Regions from separate parts of the Oryzias latipes genome. Here region 2 is linked to region 1. Evidence: chromatin contacts called from public Hi-C data. All regions are on one chromosome and are shown on one strand. Each heading gives the region's core, a stretch centred on a gene start, on an enhancer-like site or on the middle of the called end of the contact. The rest is flanking DNA. Distances are from core to core; before and after follow the strand shown.

What was found. Hi-C and Micro-C count contacts between places; a contact is called where the count stands out from the background.
Region 2: a Hi-C map of embryo shows a contact between it and region 1, with 2.1 times the contacts expected there. The contact joins two enhancer-like sites. A contact is called at or near these places in 3 of 5 Hi-C or Micro-C datasets (embryo, fibroblasts and gastrula embryo).

What each region holds. Positions count from the first base shown.
Region 1 is chr12:12,593,379-12,599,945 of ASM223467v1, reverse strand. No RefSeq gene overlaps it. Among protein-coding and RNA genes, the nearest start is that of LOC110016009, 14 kb to the right of the region's middle. Within about 2 kb of position 2,840, at least 1 of the 8 cell types and tissues checked has an H3K27ac peak or open chromatin away from gene starts, as enhancers often do. A contact at or near this core is called in embryo, where this site is marked.
Region 2 is chr12:12,690,060-12,696,626 of ASM223467v1, reverse strand. tbx3 (T-box transcription factor TBX3) reads right to left here. Exons shown (of 7, transcript XM_011481780.3): 4 at 6,217-6,293; 5 at 5,818-5,975; 6 at 4,763-5,409; 7 at 1,425-4,052. The coding sequence ends at 3,597. Among protein-coding and RNA genes, the nearest start is that of tbx3, 7.1 kb to the right of the region's middle. Within about 2 kb of position 3,661, at least 1 of the 8 cell types and tissues checked has an H3K27ac peak or open chromatin away from gene starts, as enhancers often do. A contact at or near this core is called in embryo, where this site is marked.

The sequences.
Region 1 (6,567 bases), core at 1,591-4,090:
GATGAGCGCTAGAATTTCTCTTCAACTCCCCAAATCTTCCTTGACTAAATGTCAGGATTACATATTTCTGTGCTCACACCGAAGGCTTTAATTAGCGCTACTGCGTGCACACACGTGAGTTTGTTTATGCGCAAATGTGTTTGAAAGGGTGAAAAAAAAGGACCACTTTGCTGCACATAGGTGCGTGTCACATTCTCTCTTGCAACTGAAAGCACTTGCCACTTGATAGCATGAACCTGTGTACCAACAGATTCTCCACGCAGCGTTCTGCAAACTCTTTGACTAGAGGCCAAAGCAGGCTGACAAGACGAGAGCGGTAAAATGGGAAGGGAAGAAAGGTGAGAAAAAGATGGAGAATCACACTCAAGAGTGGTTGCAGATCTGCTAATGTGCAAAAATTCTAATGAACAAACACACATACACACGTGTATGCGAACGCTGCAACACAGGGTCACACAAAAACCTAAGGCAAGTAGAGCGACACACACACAAATGTCACAGTTAATTCTACTTAGCCAGATCTGTTAGTTTAAGTGTCAATTCAGGCGTAGTGACTAACAGTTATAAGGTTAGCCAATGCAAAAATGGAAGGATAAAGACAACCTTTGGCAAAAAATATGGAATCATCACTGTGTTCATTCAGCTGTTTGCACCAATAAGAGATATGACACATAACATTTTTACTTAACAGCTGGGCTTCCTGGGAAGGTAAAACCTTGTATTTAGAGCAAGACAATCAAGTGTAAATTAAATATGTGTATAAAAAAACAAGTAAACAAGAATTAATGATAAATCCACCAACATTTTAGTTTCATAAAATACAGTCCACTTTTGTTTTTCTATATTATAATAATCCAAATATCATTATTAGAACAAACTACCACATGTCTTTCCAAAATTCAAAGTGTTTCCACAAATTGGACTGATCATTTTTGCTGCCATCACATGTGTGTTGTCTGCTGTGATAAAATTGGTGATTGTTACGTTATAGAATAAACCTACCGTACCTCAGTCTGCATGGTATGTTCCAATGTTGATTATAATCAAATTATTTTAATTGAAAAGGATTTTATACTGGTATAGGTCGATTTGATTAACAATTTGCCTCATACAGATCGATCTGGTTGGATCGTAAAAAAACACAACATCAATTCATCAATTAAGTCGATTAATCGTTACACTCTTATTAATGATAATGTACCAAACTCTCTCAAAAACCTTTGACTTTTCATTTTTTACTAGTATTTACATATCTGAACTTTAGCATATAAAACATCTCATTTTTGTTTGGCTGATATGCTTATGCACATCTTCCATTACTACCAACAATTGGACATTTGCTGTTTTAATATATACAATTTACATTTTTTTCTCCAATTAGCCACAATTTACTCTAAAATCTTTGTCAATGCACCGCAGTTACCTGGTATTTTTTACTCCGAATTTTAGGGGGGGCAACATGGGTTCAACATAAGTTAGTTTGACCTATGACAATTCTGAGCATGAATTTGTCCATTTTTGCAAAAATTTTAGAAAAATGAGTTGGAGGTTCTGCAACTCCTATAAAGAAAATTAAGAATGCACCCCTCCTGCCTCCTCCCCAAAGCCACCGAATCATTTTTGAGACTGCTGTAAGATTTAGCTAAAATTTGGCAGAAGCCAACCTACACGGAGGAGGGTGGTTATGCACTGCTCGTGTTCTGTCATTCGTGCATGTAGCCTGAAGTGCAGGAGACCAATTTCACGTTTACAAAACTTTAACAACTTTAAGAAATGATTGAACTCCTGCAAAACTGATAAAACCGTGAAGAACCTGAGTGCACTAAAACAAAAACTGAAACATGGCATGATGGGAGAAAACAAAAGTTACAAAATGGTTTGATAAACAGTACAGTGTGGGCCAATCAGCCTAACAGAAAACAGCTGTGGTGATCACATACTCAGACCAAGTGCGACCATGACAGGGGGCAAGGCATTAAAAAACAGGAAACTGTACAGGAATATTTGTTACATTACTTCTGAAAAGTTTGGAAATTGGATAAAGAAATTTCTCATTTCTGAAATAACATAGATGAGTTAACAAATTTTTGTGTTTTTATTTGAAAAAAAGCAGATCCAATTCTGACCAACCTTAACCTTATTTTATACGGATATAAAATAGCAAGAGGAGTAAAGGGAAAAAACTCAATCTGACCACAGAGTTTGTGGCAATACTGACAGAGTTAGGGTTCAAAATTGACTTTAGTTTAAAAAACTAAAATCTCTCCATGGTATATTAGAACCGTTTGGGGTTGTTTCTATTTAGCATGTCACTTACCGGTACTTGCTGCCATTAATGCACACAAACAGTTGACATCGACAGATATTGGGAGCACCATGTATGTTCCATTTACTTTGACAAAGAGTTGGATTGTTTGGAGCTTGAGAACTTTTTTTATGTCTTGGTTCTGAGGTTAATTAGAAAACAATGATTTAATAATTTACGCTCCTCTACCCTGCTCACTGAAACTGTTCTCTGCTGCTGCATCTTCATATTTCTTCCTCATGGCGCTGTAAAACGCCAACACAAATACATTAGGGAAAAAAAATCACACTGCATAAGCAGTTTGTAACACCAGTGATTGAAAGAATTTCTATCATTTTTGGGCATCTACACATATCTAGAGGTTATAAGACATAGATGTATGATTAATGTGTGTGAGAGAGAGAGAAACTGTGTGAAGGCACATCACATCACACTGTGAAGACAGGCTTTCCTTTTCCCCTCCTCACTTTGAGGAGCTGGCAGTTACCCAGTCCTCCATGAGCACACGCCTTAGACTGGTTCTGAACTGGTTCTCTCACTTGGGGCTAGCCTGAGACCCAACCCCATGTCACCTCTAATTAGGGGAGGCGCCCTGGAACAGGCATAATGAGCTGATGAATAATTAGAATTGGAGGAAATTGTGCAGCCAGGGTGGCAAATCTGGAGGGACAAGTGCTGAAAACAAGGCAAGCAGCATTAAGTCCACAGTCAGTCAAATCTGTGAACTTGGCCAGGGGCGTTAACACTAGGCCTGTGTGAAGAGGAATAACGCTCCAGCACTGGTGGCCAGCCAACGCCAAAATCAGACCCCTGAGCTGAATTGAAGGAAATAAATGAGATGCGGGTGATAAATGAATCCATAAACTACCAGTCACGAATATTAGTTCCACAATCTTCAAACATCAGGAAAATACCAATTCATGCCAAAGTACGTGATGTAAAAAATCGGATTTAATGATTGACATTTATAATTTGTTTTTTTTTATTCCAACAGCTGTACTGATCAAAAGAGTCTATTTCTTGTTGTTAAGGCAGACACATGGTGTGATTTGGTAGTGTAGAGAAGAGAACGTCTAATCAACGAGTTTTTAGTCTGAATTTGAAAAAAGCAGAACGCTGAATCACTGATGGAGTGGTGGCAAAATAAGGTGACAGTAATGATGATGGGGTGTTGGCAGACTAACATTTAACTGACACAGTTTGGGTCAGTCATCTCCTCCCACAAGCATTCCCTCATTATTATGCATGGGGTCATGGCTGGCGTGAGAGGGGGCGAACAGTCCACCCGAGGGTTTTGAGGTAGTATAAGGGGGGAGTGATGAGGACACCCACTGGGGTGGGATGGGGGTTGGGGGGGGGGGGGGGGATTTTAAAGATTATGCCCCTCCAAAAATCCCTGACAGGCAACATTGCTGCCCAGCGCTAATTAGTGCCGGCCTTCCCAGCCACCAAGGTTGTTCACATCCTGAGGTCATTTAACACGCTGCCTGCTTTCTGCTTGCTCTTTTCTCTGCCAGCTGTGCCACTTTGCCTGGCAGAGGGGAATCACGCCTATTTTGGACGGAGTAGGTGACTTTCAGATTTTTATCTAATGTTTGGCGACTTGTTTGTTTGGATTTAGAAGTGAAAATGTCACATTCAAGCCATAACTTGTAATTATACACAAATAGTAATAATAATAATAATTCAGATATTACTAGCGGGCGTAATAATGATTAATGTTTTTTCATGTAAAGCCTTTGACAACACCTATTTCAAATAGACTATAAGGTGTTAACAAAGTGTTTTTAAAGTCCCACTCCTAACTATAATTACATTTTGACCTAAATCAAAAAATCAATGTTGTTTTTTAGGACATAGTTTCTGCAGAGTGTCAGTAGTTCATTAGTGGTTCCACCTCTGAGTTTTGGGAAGTACTGTTGGCACAAAGTAAGCCTGTGCTCATTTCCCATCATCCCTTTGTTTACACTTTCTCCTGCTAGCGTACAGCCCCTCCCACCCCAACCTAACATTTGCGGTGAACCAAAATGGCGAGCAGTATCGGCGCTATCCAGCCATACACTTTTGAGCCAGATGCCAGCTTGGATAAATATAAACATATCACTATTCGTCTCTCTTGATGCATCAGAAAGAGTGGAGCAGGGAGTTTGTGGCCTGCAGTTTTATGTTTTAAGTCTCACCTACAAGCTTTTTCTAACTACAGTTTTTCCTCTGCCCCTAATTCCCAAGCATCTGAATAAAGAAATAGTCAGATGTGCAATTTTAATATTTTCTTCACATATGTCCCCTATCATGAGAAAAAATCCACAAGACCATATTAAAAGCACCAAAAACATCTTTATCATTGGAGCGGGTCTTTAAGACACAATCTTACATTAAAATGTACCACAAAACATTATGTAGTGTTGGAGTTTGTGCTTAAAACAAGCAACAAAGTGAAGAAGTAAAGAAAAACTCAATGAAAAAAACAAAAGATACAGTATAGCGTATTTTTTTCTTCAAATTATAAGCAGTGTTTAAATTGGTCTTAAGTTGAACAGTACAAGCAGAGCTGTTCAGTTAGTATACACGAGACAAAACCCAAAACATCAAATTAAAATATACTGGATTGAATGCATATTGTTGCAAAAATGCTAGTCTGGTTTTCACATTTCAGGCTAATCAGCATAGATCCTCTATTCTCTGTCCATCTTTTTCCAGCTAAATGGCTTTTTCCCCTCAATTTCCACAATCATACGCAGAAGGCTTGCATGCTGTTTTAATATTTTAGTCTCATTACACAATTGTGGATTTCTAAAAACATGTAGTTAAAATAACAAGCAGTCTTTGTACAATGTGAAGCAGAAAACAGGACCAAATCATGCAATGTTAAACTCGACTTTTCCCCCTTTTCCAATCTTCCAACCCATTTAAACTTAATGCTGCATTCATCATTCTGATAAGCCAATATGTTAGTTGAGGAAAGCAGCAAAGGAGAGCGAGGCCAAAGCTCGTTAGGGCCACCTATTATAACATTTAGGAGTGTGCTTAATAAAAACATGCCTCAGAGCTGATGGCTTTTAAAAGAAGAGGAGTTTTTGGCTTTCGTGCAGCACGTCATATCATTAACTGCGTAAGGAGGAGTGCAGAGTGTCTCACATCCCTGCTTTCCGTCCCTTTTCCACATACATTAGTGTCCTCATGTCACATTTCATGTGTAGCGGAAGGAAGAAAGCGTTGGTTCCTCAGCCGAATGTGGGCTAAGGGGAAAAAAGCTAAGCCTTGGGCAATCAAAGCAGGAGAGAGTTGTGGCATTAATGGTGATGAGTCGTGATCACGGACTCTGGTCATTAGACTAATAAGACTGTATTTAAATTAGCCAGGGATGTTTTTTTCCCCTTCCCTTTTTTTCTCCACCCCTCCTCCAAGCCCTTCCTGTTACTCTCACGGTAAAGCATTGGAAAAACGGATTTTGATGAGACCTCCTCTCCGTTCATTTTCCCAACAAAAGAGCTAATTAAATAAGGACTTTTCTTCTTAATTAACAATTATATTTCCCACGTGAAGCGGAATGATTTGTTTATAATAATTTGATATTTAAGAATCCTAACAATTGTTTTTAGAAAGTGCTCTTTTTGTTTTTTTTTGTTAAACATGGCGAATGTTTTATTACTTTGATGAATAACAAAATAGAAAAACCAAATAGACAAAGATGGAAAAAAAAATCCAAGGCTATGTCTGAATTCCCATCCCTGTCAGGGACTATCTAGTGCCCTGGATTTTAAAAGCAATTTTGTTACCATGTTTTCTACTTTTTGGTTTTTAAACAGCAAATAAATAATTAAAATAAAACATAAATTTAAAAAAAAGATCACCTCGAGGTGACGTTTCCCTACGGTGGCCGGGAGGTGCAAAACACGCTTACATTTAAGATTCAGCAACAGCAAATCGTTTCCCTATTTCTGCCTCCTTGACGATTGTCCGAGCCATTTAAATAACAGCTTACTCCGTGTTAACATGAATTTGTTTTTCTCACCAACGGAGTTTCCCCTGACTGAATTACTGCGCCGTAAAATTAAATAACGTTGCCTAAATGCAAAATTGTCTATTCATATTTTGTTGTCATTAAAGACAATGAAAATCTCAGGGTGTGACAATGTAACCCACACAGTTCGGAATCATCCTCTCTGTTAGATCGTTTCTTTTGTTTATTTTTTTGTATGTTGGCAACTGAAAAAAACAGAACTGAGGGCATTTTACTTTCAGGAGAGGCCCCCGGGCTA
Region 2 (6,567 bases), core at 2,412-4,911, 96 kb before region 1:
ATTCTGGCTTGTAACCATGTGTTTTTCTTTAAATTGAGCTGTACCTTTTTGAATATAGTATTATTATTATTATTATTATTAATCTCTGGCAAAAACCCATACATGCATGACGAGAACATGCAAACTCCACACAGAAAGGACCTAGCCAGGATTTGGACCAGGGCCTTGTTGCCATGGAGTCATGGTGCTAAGACCCACACCAATGCAGATAAATCCAAAACCAAAATTGAAACTAAAATTGTACTTTTCATATCAGTGACAAACTTACTTCTTCAATTTGAAATATTTAATAAGTATACAATAAAAAATCTTTTTATGAAGTTTGTGTTTTACATTTGAAAGACACTTGTATTTCTAGTTGTGACAGGGAAATATGTGTAATACAGGAGGAATTCATCAGAAGTCTTCCTCAGAAGTGTATGCAAGGTAAAGATACTTTTCTTTTGTGCGTACAAACTGAGCATTTACTCCCTCCTGTGTGATAAACAAAACTTTCTTGTCAGACAACTGGGACTGAGTGCAACGGCTACAGGAAACATGGGTTCAATAGAAGACTGACACCACTTCAGCGTCACATTTTAAAACACAAAGCTATAATTATTACCTACCAGTGCCAAGAGTTACAACAAGAGCTCTAGATAAAAGCCATCTGAGCCGACCCTGTATTGACTCTGAGTCATCTCTAGATTATTTACTACATTCAGATCCATTTATGAAAAAAGCGTTCTTTCACTTTGGAAAACACCAATATGTCTAGTGACATTTGTAAACAAAAGACAAAAACTCAGAGATCAAATATTTTTGCTGAATTGATCAATTTTTTCTGATCTGCGTTTTAATCAAATTGTTTGATAACAGGAGGTTTTAGCCATATAAAAAAGGAGGCTATAATTTATGGCCACTAGATGGCGCAACTTACCCTTGGCATTCACCATAGGTGAAAGATCTAAGTGGAAAAGGGCTGTGTGCTCCAAATGAACAATTCAAAACCCCTGCTTAGTGAGCAAAGAAAATAAGTCAACAAAATGCTATTTACTCCCTTCAATGTTTTCATAATTGTACAGCAAATATTATTTTATGTTGAGGGTGAATTTCCTAGGCTGTAAAACTGCAGATGTAAAGGTTTGCGTTCTTGCATTTTAAACTTTAATTTCGCATTTTAATTTAAGTTTCATATCCGGCCGCACACAAACGCTGAAGATAAATTATACTTTATTTAGTTCTATTTTGAGAGTTGTTAACAAAACCAACTAATTGAGTTTTTAAATTGACTTTTTTTACGTTTTTGATCTTTGCTTAATTTAAAAATGACTACTTGGTTTATATATTTTCTATTTTCAAATGGGTTTTTTTGTACAAGATTGCGCGTGTTACTTCTCAATGAAGCTAATATATGTTCTTCATAAAAACTCACAGAAACCAAAAGGATTTAAAATGCTTTATTTCAGTTTTTAATTAGATGTCCTGACATTGTAATTTATTTTGAGCGCCTGAAAGGCAGAAAGGTGCACAGAAGCGCTGATCCTCCACGCAGACTAAAAAACATGTCTTTGCTTTAAGGAAAAAAAAACTTATCTTACACTTTAAGCAGCCCTGTGACAAAGTCAAACTGTTGGTCAACCTCTCTTATCCGTCCATCACCGCCTGCGCTTACACTCTGTTTGCGCTTTGGTCCTTTTGGGTTCATAAAGCCGCGGCTGCTGCCGCTTGGGGGCGTCGCATTATGGGAAGATTACAGACGCATTGTCGCCTTCCGTGCAATAAAATGGAAGATATGCCCGCGCAAGGCGCCAGGTGAGCAATAAGGAGGACCAATTGAGACAGTTTGTATCATGTTTACACCTATTCACCAGCGCCAGGCGGGCTAAACATTAATCAGAAGATATACAAATGCAGATATGGTCTTGATAAACTCTTGACTGAGTGTGCAGTTGAAAGAGTTTTTTTTTTCTTTTTCTCACTCTGACCGACAGTAACTTTCCTTTTGTTTTTCAGCTTTCTGAATTTTTTTCCTTCAAAATTTAATTTCATAAAAGAAGTTGGATCTTATTTTGGATCCACTTCAGAAGAAATTGCACTTTCATTTTTAAACCTAACTCTCACATTTGCGCTTGAATCAATTTTGATTTTATTCTGAGTGGGACAGCAAAAAAACGACTACAACATTTATTTTATGAACACTCTAGTTTAATAGAGATTTAATAATTAAGAACAAAATATTTTACCTGAATAAGATTTCAACTTTCATGCGGATGGTTTTAAATTTGACAAATTAATATTTTTGTTAGATTGATGCACTAAAAAAACAGCATTTGAATGTTTTTATTGAAACTTTCAACCACACGATGTCGATGTTGTAAACTAGACAAAACTCCGGTACAACATAAACCCACTGACAACTTAAGATAGACAAAAAGAAACCTTCATATTTGTATCGATTATGCGGCACTATGACGATCAGGTGCGCAAAATGTGGAATAAAAAAGAGGAGGGAGGGGGATCCATGTTCGTTACGCTTTAACGACACTTTTCCAAAAGAAAAAATATATTTTTTTATTTTCAAGCCACGGGTGCAGTGCGTTGTCGCCTTTTCATTCGTTTCAAACAGTAGCACTTCACACACAGGGAGAACAGGTGAAAATACAATGGCACATAAGTGTGAATAACTACAGCTGAGGTGTTTTTTTTTCTTTCTTTTTTATGTGAAGGGGGCATAAAGACAATATATTTTTTGAAAGAGTTGAATATAAACGGTAAAGGGGAAAAACAAAGAATAATAATAATCCACAAACTTTTTACACAGGTACATTGATAATAAATTAAGAACTGATCCCTAAAAACAAACTACTCCATAGTATGTACAGGCAATACCAATATGAAATAATTACATAAATATTTGATATATCCCTATTTACACAAATCAAATTATCAATAGTAACTTTTATTTTTCGTTTTTTTTCTTTTAAATAGATGTCTGCTTCCCTTTGCCGGTTCAAATCCACATGATTGGGCACATTTGGCCCAGCAGTCATTCCTTAAGACCTTTTTTTTATTTCCATAAAGAAGTTGAATGAATTTAAAAAAGAAATTGGGAAATGACTTTTAAATTTGGAACCTTTTTTTTCTAAATGTTTCCTTCTTAAAAGAACCTCCTGGATTCAGAGGACATGCAACAACCGATCGATCAATCAGTTCATAAAGCTCCAACACAATACAGCAGTCTATTTTTTTGTAGGTCAAAGATTCGATTCAGAGTGCATGTTCCAAATACTTTTTTTTTCCTTAAAGAAAATCCAAGGACAGAGCAGCAACTTTTCCAAACTTTCCAAAGTCACAGACACACCAGCGCCTCCTTTCAATACTTGTATGGTATTCAGATGACAGAGGGGAAGGGTTTCATTTAAGAGAAACAATGAAAAGAAAAAGAAAGAAATATACATTTGTATTAAACAAAGTGCATCTCAGAAACTAAAAAAATCCAAAAGTTGACGTTTGGAGTTATTCATTTAATATTTTATTCCTCAACCTTAATAAATCTGTGAAGTTGTCCTCCTAAATGAAGTTGAAAGTCTTTCTGGTCGTTTTCATGCTGTTCCTTAAGGCGACCCGCTCCGCGCCCTGTCCTGGCTGGAGTCCAGTCCGCTGACCAGGCGCTGGATGCTCTGCAGCTCGTTCGCGGCCTCCTTCTCCGCGCACGCTTTTGGAGACATGGACACGGATCCAGATGACACCGTGGATGAGTGGCTGGTCACTTCTGACGTGGAATCCAGCGTGACGGCAGACACGGGGCTGGCAGGGACGAGGCCATCCGGTTTAAGCTCGGTGCCAACGCCGCCGCCGCCGCCCATCGATGGCATGGCCGTTGTGAGCAGCGTGCTGTCCGGTACCGTCATGGGGAGGGGGTAGGGGCTGTACCTGAGGCGCGGCCGCACCGCGTTCAGAAAGGGGTGCCGATGAACCGAGGAGGAGGCAGCGGAGGAAGCAGCGGCGGCCGCTGCCATGTAGGTGTACGGATACGGGAACAAACTCCCGAATGGAGACATGGCAATGCCCTGTGGGGGAGGACAGAGAAACGGAGCGTGAAGATCCAGGCTGGTGCCGTAGCATAATATGGGTAAAAACGCGAGGAAAAAAACATCTTGGAAACGCATTGCATTAGAAAGAAAATACCAGAGGCGTCTTTGTGTCCCCTTTGTTCACGTTTACTGCTTCTGTTTTGAAACCTTTCAGTACTAAACCCCCTGAGCGCGCGCTGCAAAGCTTTAAGCAGTAACACAAGCGTGTTGCTTGCTCAAGAATTTGTAATTCAAACGACTTCTGCCATCAAACAGAGTAAACTGTCTTTAAAGATTTAAGTCCAACAAGAAAACCAATGAAATCACATTTATTGACTCTTAAAATATCATTTTTTATCTCCTAAGCCAAGGTGGAACGTACCAAGCGCGAGTAGTGCAAGGGCGCATGTCAATAGATTGTTCAGTACTTCAATATGTTGTGTTTTTTTTTTTTTTTTGCATTTTAAGTTTGTGTCTTCTGAATTACAAGTAAAAAACAATTTACTTTTGTCAAATGTAAAAGTTTTTATCTGATTCAACAGTCAGATAGAGCGCATTTTCTAACTTGGTTTGATTGTTTTAATAAATAAATATTCTTATAACATGAACGGTATCTCTGCTTATGACGTGTGAGATCTGTCATTCGGCAGTCCAATCACATTCTTCATAGTTGCATGAGGTCCCGAACAGAAGTAAACAGGTTTTACCTGTGATGCCAAGACATGTTGCTGCAGGTGAAAGGGCAGGCCCGGCGTCCCCGCCAGGCTTTGGGAGGGCGATGCCATGCTCGTTGTGTCCATGGTGCTCACTCCTCCCGAGGAAACTGCTGCCAGTAGAGGTCCCATCCCCGCGGCCATGTTTGAGAACGCACCCCCCATGTTGAACTGACTGGGGTGCAACAGAAACGGGTGCGCGCTGCCAAGGTGATTGAAAAACTGCTGTCCTGTTAAACCTGGTGGAAATCCGAAATTATGCAAGTGGTTGTGGCCCAAGTGCGCGCTGTCCGTCTGCACAGTCAAAGGCATGAAGCTCTCTTTGTTTATTGACCTGCACTCGTCAGGTTTGGACTGGTCCAGGTTGGGGCTCTTCAGGTCTTCCCCAGAGCGCGTGGTGCTGGAGATGACCGTGATGGGGCTCTGCCGTGAGTCTGCCGGGGTTTTCTCAGTTCTAGGGCCGCGTTCACGAATCCTGCCGGCAGAGTCGGTTGTGAGGGCATTCCCCCCCTGCTTCATCGGGCTGGCCTCGTGGTCCTTCCCGTCTTCGGTAGTTGTGGAGATCTTGCTGGAGTCCGGTCCGTCTTTATTGTGTCCATCTTTGCTCTCGTCGTCGCTGTCTTCGTCACTGTCGCAGAAATCTGCAGAGGAAAAAGGCATTTGTTGACTTTTGCGATCACCTTTCAAACGTGCAGGGCACTTGTTGCAACGTACGGGAGCGCACTGGTATCCAATGACACACAATTAGTCTGCTCAGCAATTAAAGTTTATTTTCCCGATTCCCACCGACATACATTTCAGGCACACAAATTATGCAACCAATTAATGACTAAATTCTTTCCTTCTTGCGCTTTTTTACGCATTTCAATTAACATACAATGTGGGAACATCCAATTAGTTTTTCCTTGATGGTTCGCACGTCAGTATATAGAGCATGTCAGAACTGTTAAATATGCTTTAAAAAATACCAAAGCGAAAAAACAACAAAAAAAAAGTCTTTACTCGACTTTCTAACGTTAGAGGAGGGTAAAAGAATCTTGACATCTTACCTTTTAGGTGTGGGGGGGGCACAGTGGAAACAGCAGGGGAGGAGGCCTGGCCGAAGCACTTAAAGGGGGCCTGCTCGCCGGAAGAGTCGTCTGAAGCGCCGTTTTCCTTTTTTTGCTGCTCCTCGTAGGAACGCATGGATTGAAGGGCCAGCTGTTTCCTACAATCCAAAGATCAGGCTGTTAGAAGCGGCAAAAGTCAAAGTTCTGGTTGGGGTAGCGCAGGAAATAATCAAATATAATATTTAGGATGTTATCAAAAGACCAAATCCACTAACTTTGTATGTATTCGTTTATTTAAAAACGGAAAGTATTTTTAAAAGGGAACATGTAAAAGTTTCGGTGCAAATTTAACCCAGCCAGATCCCCTTCGTTTTTTTCTATTAAATCCTCTTGTCTTACCTCTTCTCTCGCCTCCCATTCCCGGTGTCACGGAATCCTTTAGCAAACGGATTATGATCGATTTTCAGTTGAGTTATCTGAAATAAAAAGAAATTATATGTAAAGACACGTAAATGTATAAATACATTTTTTATTTATTTTAACTCGTGCCTTGAACTATGTTCATGTTGGGTTGTTAAGTTAAAAACACCTCGGAAAAGCTCAAATAAATTAAATACATTAAACACTCAAGTCTGCACCACTCTTTTATGTATAAAGAATATCAGAAAAATAAATTAACAACTTTGTTTTGACTTTACACAACTCCTCTTCCTCCACTTTAATTCTTGTGCGCAATGGCGCACGAGCGCA